Regions from separate parts of the Oryctolagus cuniculus genome. Here region 1 is linked to region 2. A link is a contact called in public Micro-C data. All regions are on one chromosome and are shown on one strand. Each heading gives the region's core, a stretch centred on a gene start, on an enhancer-like site or on the middle of the called end of the contact. The rest is flanking DNA. Distances are from core to core; before and after follow the strand shown.

Region 1 (4,311 bases), core at 1,474-3,973, 260 kb before region 2:
AATTCCTTTGGTCTAGATGGATTAGCTGATATGCTCTGTGTAATGTTAAGTAATCATAGGTAGAATGAACATGCTTGCCTTTTTTTCTTCCATTAGCTCTAGAAGTACTTTGAAGGACCACGGACCCTTCAGGATGACAAGTTTCTGGTTATTTAGCTGATGAAATGGGATTAAGGCCTTTTTTATGCTTAGTAACCAGAAAAAAAAAAGATGTCAACAAAAAAGATAAAAGTAGAATTTTGATTTTACAATAAACACATTTGTGCTGGACCTCAGTTCTCCCTTTTTCCTTTGAATAGTTTTCTAATAATGATTTTGGATTTTTATTTTTTTAAAGATTTATTTATTTACTTGGAAGTCAGAGTTACACAGAGAAAGAAGGAGAGGCAGAGAGACAGAGAGAGAGAGAGGTCTTCAATCTGCTGGTTCACTCCCTAGATGGTCGCAATGGCCAGAGCTGTGCCAATCCGAAGCCAGGAGCCAGGAGTTTTTTCTGGGTCTCCCACATGGGTGCAGGGCCCAAGGACTTGGGCCATCTTCTACTGCTCTCCCAGGCCATAGCAGAGAGCTGGATTGGAAGTTCAAACCGGGACTTGAGCCGGAGCAAATATGAGATGCAGGCACTGCAGGTGGTGGCTTTACCTGCTATGCCAAAACACGGGCCCTGATTTTGTATCTTTATTAATTCATCCATCTAAGATTTATAGAATGTGTATAGTACTTCAGGCACTATTCTAAGTTCTTTCTCATTTAACTTTTACTATGCTCAGTTGAAGGTGGCATAATCTTCATTTTATAAACAAGAAATTGGAGTTGAGAGAGGCTAAATAACTTACTCAATGTCACACAGCTAGCTCAAATTTTCCGACATAGAGTAAGCACTCATAAGTAACAATAACTAAAGTTTAGTGTTTATCCTGTTCTATTCACTTGTGGTGTATGCACTTTACTTGTGTTGGTTGGTTTGATTCTTGCAACAACTCTACGGACATTTTTATTATTTTCTTTGTTTATGTTTTAAAACATTTATTTATTTTCATTTTATTTGAAAGGCAGAGAGCTTCCACCCAATTGGTCCACACCACAAATGCCAGCAAGAGCCAGGGCTTGGGTAGGGACAAAGCTAGGTGTCTGGAACTCAGTCTGGGTCTCAGGGTCACCCAGACTGCAGGGACCCCAGGTACCTGAGCCAGCACAGCTGCCTCCCAGGGTGCGTATCAGCAGGAACTTGGTTCCAAAACAAAGGAGCAGGGACACTGGAATCAGGCACTCTGATATGGGATGCAGTCCTTCCCAGTGGCAATTTTTTTTAAAGATTTAATTAATTTAATTGAGAGGTAGAGTCACAGAGAGAGAGGAGAAACAGAAAGGCCTTCCGTCCACCCAGCTGCAATTTAACCACTATGCCACATGCCCACACCCTCTGAATTTTATAGGTGATAAAACTGATGCAAGAGTTAATTAACTTTCCAAGCAATAAAGACGCCCACATTCTATCAGGCCCCATTCTCTTCAGTCTCTACATTATACATCACTCAAATAAATGAATCAAAGTTCTGGGATCACAAAACATGCAGACTATTTCAATCTCCTGAATGTAATTCTACCAGCATTCCTCACCGAGTTTAAGTTTTTCTGTTGTTACTTGACCTTGCCCGTGGCGGACAATTTTGTAAATCAATTGGTGAAGGAAATGAAAAGGTCCTTGCACTCAGGCAGGCAGAAGAGAGGCACCGAATTCTGGGGGCCTTTGGTATTTTAATCCTGTTGGGCTTTTGAAACACCGTGCAACATACAAGTTTAAATGCAATTACAGTTTCTAAGGCCATAGTGGTTAATACGTAAGCTGTGTGTGCTCACCTATACGAGCAGGTTATATAACACAACCGAAACACTGGCCTGGAGTGGCCATGGAGGCCATTCGGTCCAGCCACCACCTTCCTGGGCAACACTGAACCCCAGAGAGGACTAAGTCCCTTGCAACACACAGCTGACCCAGGCTGGCTCTCACTGGCGCGCTCATCACTGTCTCAGGTTACCTAATACCTTCGATTTCATTTTCCTTCTGTGTCTGTCTGTGCGAAAAGGAAACGGGCCTGTCTTCGCACACTTGGGTCTCAACATACCACTAGATAGCCTGGCCGAGCCCTGCCCGGCGTCTGGCGACCTGGACTCGGAAATGACCGCCCCAAGGTCAGAGGGCGCGCCGGGCCCGCCCTGGAGGGTTCTCCTCTGAGACATCAGCCTCTTTCCCAAGCAGCCGCGTGGGCGCTCGGAAACCCGCCAACCGGAGACACAGCTCTTCATCCAGCTCCGTTATTCGTTCCGGACACGGAGTGCCTCCTGCGCCGCTGGGCCAACAGGATCGCTAAAAAGCAGGGGCTCGCCCCTCGCAGAACCACTCGGGATCGTCAGGGCCCCTAGGACCAGCCAGGCGCTCGCGTCGCCCGGCCCGGCCCCTCCGTGAGGACGCCGCTGACACCTCCCTCCCCCGCCCAGCTAGCGCGCCGGGGAGGCGGGGCCGTCTGCTGAATGGGCTTCCAGCGTCGTCCCCATTGGGCCGAAGAATGACTGACGCGCGGAGGCCCCACCCAGAGTCCCCCTCTCGGCTCCCGCCAGGTCGCCTGCGCTTCTGGCGCTGACGTGTCGGGGCCGCTGGCTTCCGCTCCTCCCCACACCCGCGGCCACTCCTCGCGATCCGAGGGGCGGGGTGGCCGGAGCTGGCCCTCCCCTCGGTCCCAGCTCGCGGCCCGCCCCGGCCCCGCGGATGAGTGTATTTATTCCGAGCAGGCGCGGGACGCCGATGTGTGGCAGCGCCGAAGGAGCTGGAGCTGGGTGGAGTGTGGCCTTGCGGAGGGAGGTGAGGGGGCTCCCAGTCGAGCTAGGGGGCGGGCGACGGGACCCGAGACCGAGGACGACGGAGGGCCGGGTCCGGCCACACACGCGAGCCCGCGGCCACACGCGCAGATCGGGGGCGCGCGCCGCACGGACGCGCCGAGCGCCAGCTGCTGGCATTGGCCGAGGAGCCCGCCGGCACACGCGCGCCCTGCTCGGCGTCCCGCAGTTGCACCCATCCCGGCGACGCAGCCCGCGCGTGTGCGGGCTGGGCTGCCGGGTGGTGGTGGCGTCGGCCGGAGGATGGGCTGAGGGCGCCCCGGGGTGGACGGGGTCGTTGGGGGAGGAGGAGGAGGTCCTGGGGCCGTGTCTGGAGTCCGAGGGCACGGTGAAGGCGGTTGGGGCTGGGAGCCGGGCCTCACCTGGCTGGCGGTTGGGGGGTCTGGTTCCAAAGCTGGGCTCTGTGGTCAGTTAAGCCTAGGTTGGCGGGCCTCCGGAGGGGACAAGCGGCCGCTGGAACTGTCAGGTGGGAGAGGCTTGGGATGTCTTGAGTGTGCCTGAGAGAGCGCCGACGAGGCTAGGGGATACCTGTGGGCGAGGTGACCGTGAGACAAAGCCTGCTCGCCACTGTGTTGGAATCCTGGGAGAGGGGGAGGGGGTGGGTGGGGGTCCCTGGCTTTCCCCAGGTTCGGCCCAGCAGAAGGATGGGGTTGGAGGACTGAGAGCACACGTGTGCTGAACAGATGTCTCCTCCAAGATTGTAGCAAGGCTGACTTGACCCTGTGCTGTGTGTGTGTGTGTCCGGGGTTTCTGAAACCTGAAACCAGGTGGCAGTGATTGCGCGAGTCTGTGTATGTCATTACGCAGTGCAAGAGTCGGAGGACTTTTAGGTGAAATTCGCTGGGTGTGGGCCCCGGGGTTGTGGGAAACTGGAGGCAGTTGTCTGTTTCCTCGCTATTAGTCAGCTGGCTCGCTTGGCCGGGACTAAGGAAGCCCTCATAGGCTGAGCTGCCAAACGTTTGTAGGATTCACTCAGTGCTGAGGGCTCAACACCAATATTGTTTTTCCAAAGTTTGAAGAGATTTACGCGGGTGTACCTATGACAGTAGAGATAGGGCAGAGGGTAGACCAGAACAGGAAGGAAATACTGGATTTCTTTAATACTGGTACTTAGATTCACATAAAGCTATATTTGATATTGGTAGATAATTACCAAAATTTTAAAAAAAGATTTATTTATTTGAAAGTCAGAGTTACACAGAGAGAGGAGAGGCAGAGAGAGAGAGAGAGGTCCTCATACGTTGGTTCACTCCCAAACTGGCCACAACGGCCGGAACTGCGCCAATCTGAGGCCAGGAGCCAGGAGCTTCTTCCAGGTCCCCCACCCGGATGCAGGGGCCCAAGGAATTGGGCCATCTTCTATTGCTTTCCCAAGCCGTAGCAGAGTGCTGCATTGGAAGAGGAGCAGGTGGTCTC
Region 2 (4,884 bases), core at 2,180-4,679:
AAAGAGGCTTGGAAATAACTGCAAATTGGGAGAATTCCTACAAACACACCAAGAATCTGTAATCTAGTGTATCCGTGTTATGTTCTTTTACTATCCTGATATTCTGTTCTTCTACCCTGCTGTCTGGTGACTTCTCTGAGGACCGAGTTTCAGCAGCAAAGCGGTGCACTCCGTCATGAGCAAGAAGCATCGGGCTTTGCTCTGCAGGCGTTGGGGGATGATGTGTCTTGTTGAGGGGTGAATAACAAACGGATTTAATTCCTGCTTAAAACAATCATTGTATTCCAAAATAGAATACGAAAAATTCCTCTGTAATAGAAAAAGAAATGTGATTCCAACTGTATATTTTCTTTTCTTTATTTATTCTCTGTAAGTCTGTCAGAATGATAAATTGTAAATAACAATGATTAAAGAGTCGTGCTACTGATGGAGCCCTCTTCCTGCGTGAATTGCTTCAGTTCTGACTGTTGTTACCCTCCTCCCTACGTTATTTCTGGAGAAGCCATGGGGCACAGGGCCGAGCTGGGGTGTAGGTGGGGTGGACAGCTGTCTTTTGGGGCTGACAGAGGGGTATTTAAACAGGCCTTGAAAACATTAGTTGAATACATTAGTTGACTTCACACTGGGAGAAAAGCATCTTGGTTTTGAACAAATCCAAACACACTAGAGATTGGGATTTTGTGTCCTCACAATTAGTCCAGTTCTGGAGAACCCAGTGCAGGCCAAACTCTGAATGTTTATTGTTATTGTTCCAGATTTGTCTTGTTTGACACACAGAAATCCCTTCTCAATCAAAATACGATCTGTCTCTAAACATGTCTCAACAAAGACTAGGAACAACCAGAATACAGACTCACACTTCACAACAGAGATCAGGAGAAAACCATCTGGAACAACATGTTTCTGATTTGTCCCCTGAAGAGGAAGTTTATATTTTTACTTTTCTGAGCATGCTTTTTTCCAGCAAGGATCATAGTGGGTAAAGGAATGGATATAAATTTTCAGAGACTAGCCAGAGGACTCATGAAAGCACACCCTGACTCCCACGCTTGATCCTAGTCAAAAGGCTGAGAAGCGGCACACCTTGACTCCTCAGCGTGTCTAGTCTGCAGGACTAAAGGCTAGGCGTTCTAGTAGCTGTGTGGTGGGAGTGGGAGTGGGAGTGGGAGTGGGAGTGGGAGGAGAAACAAAGGAGGAAAACACAAACAGGAGAGCAGAGATAGTTAAAGTGACACCACACCACTTGTAACACCAGGCCAAGATTTAAAAGTTGATATGTTTATGGTATAAACATGCTATGCATATATTTGAATATATAAGTCACTGGGCACAGAGATTATATCTACTCTTGAATTTGAAATAACACGTTAAAATTGGCCTTTTGGCTAAGATCAAGTGTGAAATAACAAGTTAAAGGACTCTGTATTTTATTCAGAGACTAGCAAACTGATTTATCTCCGTTTATAATTGTATATTCATTTCTTAGTTGAAGAAGAAATGTACACTATTCTATCTTCTGGGCCTTGAATCCTAAACAGCACTGACTCCCAACACACAGCCTCTTATCGTCTAATGAACTGGGCAAAATCCTGCTCCCAAAGCTGTTTTGGGTCAGGTTGGATGTATAACGATTTGAAGGGAAGAGGGCTGGGATGAAGAGTTCATACAAGGGAAGCCACATGGCACTTCCAGCAGCATTCTTCTGCCTCTGCAAACTAGAGACAAGTTACTGCTGGCGAGTTTCATATGGACTGAGAACAGGGCTCTGTTGTGGGAGCTTAGATGCACTTACCCATCCTCTACCTAAGGACTGTTTCAGGTACCATAAAAGGAAATCTGTTTCAAGGCTTAGGGCAGAGGCAAATTTACTACATGAACCAATAAATAGTAGAAGTTGTTATGTTTGCTCCATCCCAGTCATGGGACCACTATGTACCTCACTGTGCTGGTTTTCAGGAAAACGGAATGAGTTCACACACAACACCTAAGATACACAGCCTGGGACGATAAAAACCATACTTATGCACTTATTTGGCAATAACAGTTTATTATGTGGTTACAAAGCTGCATCCTACATATGATAAAATATTTTTAAAATACAAAATTAATTGACATCTAGCAGAGTTCTATTCTCCTGGTCCCTCTGGCACCTCAGCCCATCATAAGCATCCTGAAAGCAGCAGCTTTAGCTGAGTAAAGGAACAGGTCAGAGTGGTCTCACTAGGCTTGGATGGAAGTCATGGTGGAGTGAGATCGCTGATCTCACTCTGAAGTCTTCTGGCCTTCATTTAATCCATAGCCTGTTCTATGCTGGTTATCATCCCATGACCGTGGGGATGCTGAACATCTGGGGTCTAGCCCCACCTCCTCGGCAATAATTAGTTTCCTATGTAATTGACTACAGAATTCTCTCTTTTACATGTCACCTCCCAGCTCCAGCATGTTTTAAAAGGAGCCTTTTGTGCTAGACTCTCAGTATTGAGGTTAACTATACCCCAGGATGTTCAGAAAATATTGTTAACTTGTGGTTTCTTTAGAACAGTGAGATGAGGGTAGAAAGTGATTTTCACACCAACTATAAAAAATTTTTATTTAGGAATTTAATATTCAAATAGATTTGTTTGTTCAATCTATATTTTATTGGTTCAGGTGATAACTAAACTAGTTGGTACCCTTCTGGGATCAAATGCCAATATAGATTATGTGAGGCTTTTGCTGAACCATTGTTGATAAATAATGAAAACTTTGAAAATGCCATGAAGTTGATTAAAGCATGTTCAGTAGAGACCTATGATGGTCTCTACTAACTCAGCAGGAACCAAGTCTAGTGATGGGTCTGCCGAGGCTGCTATAAATCCAGAAATCCAGATTAGGCATTAGAAACTTCACAGCACTTTTATATGTATGGAATCTAATAACAAACAAACAAAAAAGATGTCTGTAGTTTTATGGCTTTGCTTTTATTTCCCTAGCAATTATTATTATATGTATTTTCCAGGAGTGTCTATCTGGGAAGTCTCGGAAACAGAACCGTTGCTTTACCAGAGTTCGCAGTATTCCAGAGAACCAAGTTCTGAGATTGATTCCACGCCCATGATTCTCCGTAACATTCTTAATGAAACCCATGTTCATTTACAGAGCATGCTTCACAGGAAGAGGTCAGAAGCTGCGCTGTACAGTGGCTCAGCGCCCCATCAAACACGGAAGGGAAACTAAAGTAACACTCGCAACTCGGCTTCTAGATCCAAATCTCTCTCGTGTTAACCAGGAACTGCGGTGCGACCACTCCCACACCCAACAGCCGCGCCCACCGGCAACAGCACGAAGCACAGACGCCCAAGAGCTGAACGCGCCAGGGGCGGGCCCTGCGCCGCGAAGGGGCGGGGAGAGCCCGGATTGGCTCCGGCCGCTGCGTCGCGCGGCTCCGCCCCTCGGCCTACCTCACCCCACAGGCCCGGCGCTGCCCGGCGGACGGCGGACTGCGATTGGCGGGCTCGGGACGGAGTCCGCGACGCAGCGGGAGGTGGGGCCCAGACCGGGGCCTAGTGAGTGGGGAGGGTCGTGTCCGCCGCCAAGGAGGCTGTTGGATCCGAGCGCTTCCGACGGCGTTTGGGGTGCGCGAAGATGGGGAAGGTGGTTTTGATCACGGGAGCCAGCAGGTGAGGTGGTGGCGGGTCAGGGGTGCGAGGGGGCAGGGGTCTGCGACCCGCCTCGGGCTGACTGCCGGGAGCGCCCCTCTGTGGAAACCTGCTCCAGGTGTTCCACCGCAGATGTGGGGCATTTTGAGGGTGTTCAGGGGCTGGCGCTTTGAAGGTGAAAAGGGAAACAGGAGGGTGGCAGTGAGGATCCTGTGGTTATGAAGGGAAAGAGGGGCTGCCCTTGCAGCCCCCGCCCGCTCCCCTCTTTGACTTCACTCATTCACCTGCGGTGTGGTCCCCACCACGTGGCCGTGTTCTGGATTCCAGCTTCCGTGAGCGTTAGGACCGCGGGTGCTGGGCACCTGCCACTTTCTCTACAGAGACGCGGAGGCAAGGAAACTTTTCCTGCTGAGACGCGGGAGGAGTGCAGCTGCCACTCATCCCGGCGTTGCTCATTTGGACTCGGGCTGTTTTGTTCCTTATCTGCATTTCCATCAAGGGTGTGTGGGGGAAGAAACTAAACAAAGTTATGTTTCTACTTGTTGCACTGATGCTTGTGAAATCATTTACAATTGATGCACTCTGAGTTACTACCCAACCACATCCGTCCCTGTGAACCGGTTTCAAACTACGTGTCTGCCACTGGCACTTTCTTCGTGTGTTCTCAGAATTGCTTATGTGTTTCTCTTAAGTATATTGTGATATGTGCAATTGTATACTAGTATTAAAAGCCTGCTATTCTCAAGTGATGACGTATAAACCTAAATATATTTGATGCTGTGTTGGCAGAGCCAACAGATTACTATTGGTTCCAGTCTGTTTTGAGTTTCTGTTTACCTGCAGTCAGTCTAAGTTTTGGATGAAAACTTATTACTTAGGTTTTCTCTGCTGTTTGCCTCGCTGGTCGGACTGCTGGCCTAATTTTCTGTGCCGTTTTCTGTTGCTCTTTCTGAAGTAGTAGATTCATCTTTGAGTGACGTACTCATCCGTGTTTCACTTTCTTGGCCCTCATCTGATAGTAACTCTGTTCCTACCTTCTATGTAATCATCCCACATTCTTTCTTTTGTTTATTTATTTGAGAGTCAGTGTTACAGAGAGGCAGAGAGAGAGAGAAAGGTCTTCCATCTGCTGATTCACTCCCCAGTTGGCTGCAAGGGCTGGAGCTGTGCTGATCTGAAGCCAGGAGCCAGGAGCTTCCTCCAGGTTTCCCACCCTGGTGCAGGGGCCCAAGGACTTGGGCCATCT

What was found. A called contact is a pair of places that touch in the nucleus more often than the background predicts.
Region 1: a Micro-C map of ear pinna shows a contact between it and region 2, with 2.0 times the contacts expected there. The contact joins the promoter of UAP1 here to the promoter of HSD17B7 in region 2. A contact is called at or near these places in 2 of 6 Hi-C or Micro-C datasets (ear pinna and an unstated tissue).

What each region holds. Positions count from the first base shown.
Region 1 is chr7:36,171,080-36,175,390 of mOryCun1.1, reverse strand. It overlaps UAP1 (UDP-N-acetylglucosamine pyrophosphorylase 1), which reads left to right and starts at 2,723. Exons shown (of 11, transcript XM_008264157.4): 1 at 2,723-2,860.
Region 2 is chr7:35,906,640-35,911,523 of mOryCun1.1, reverse strand. HSD17B7 (hydroxysteroid 17-beta dehydrogenase 7) reads left to right here and starts at 3,429. Exons shown (of 9, transcript XM_051857185.2): 1 at 3,429-3,659. The coding sequence starts at 3,625. It overlaps DDR2 (discoidin domain receptor tyrosine kinase 2), which reads left to right. Exons shown (of 17, transcript XM_017345723.2): 17 at 1-431.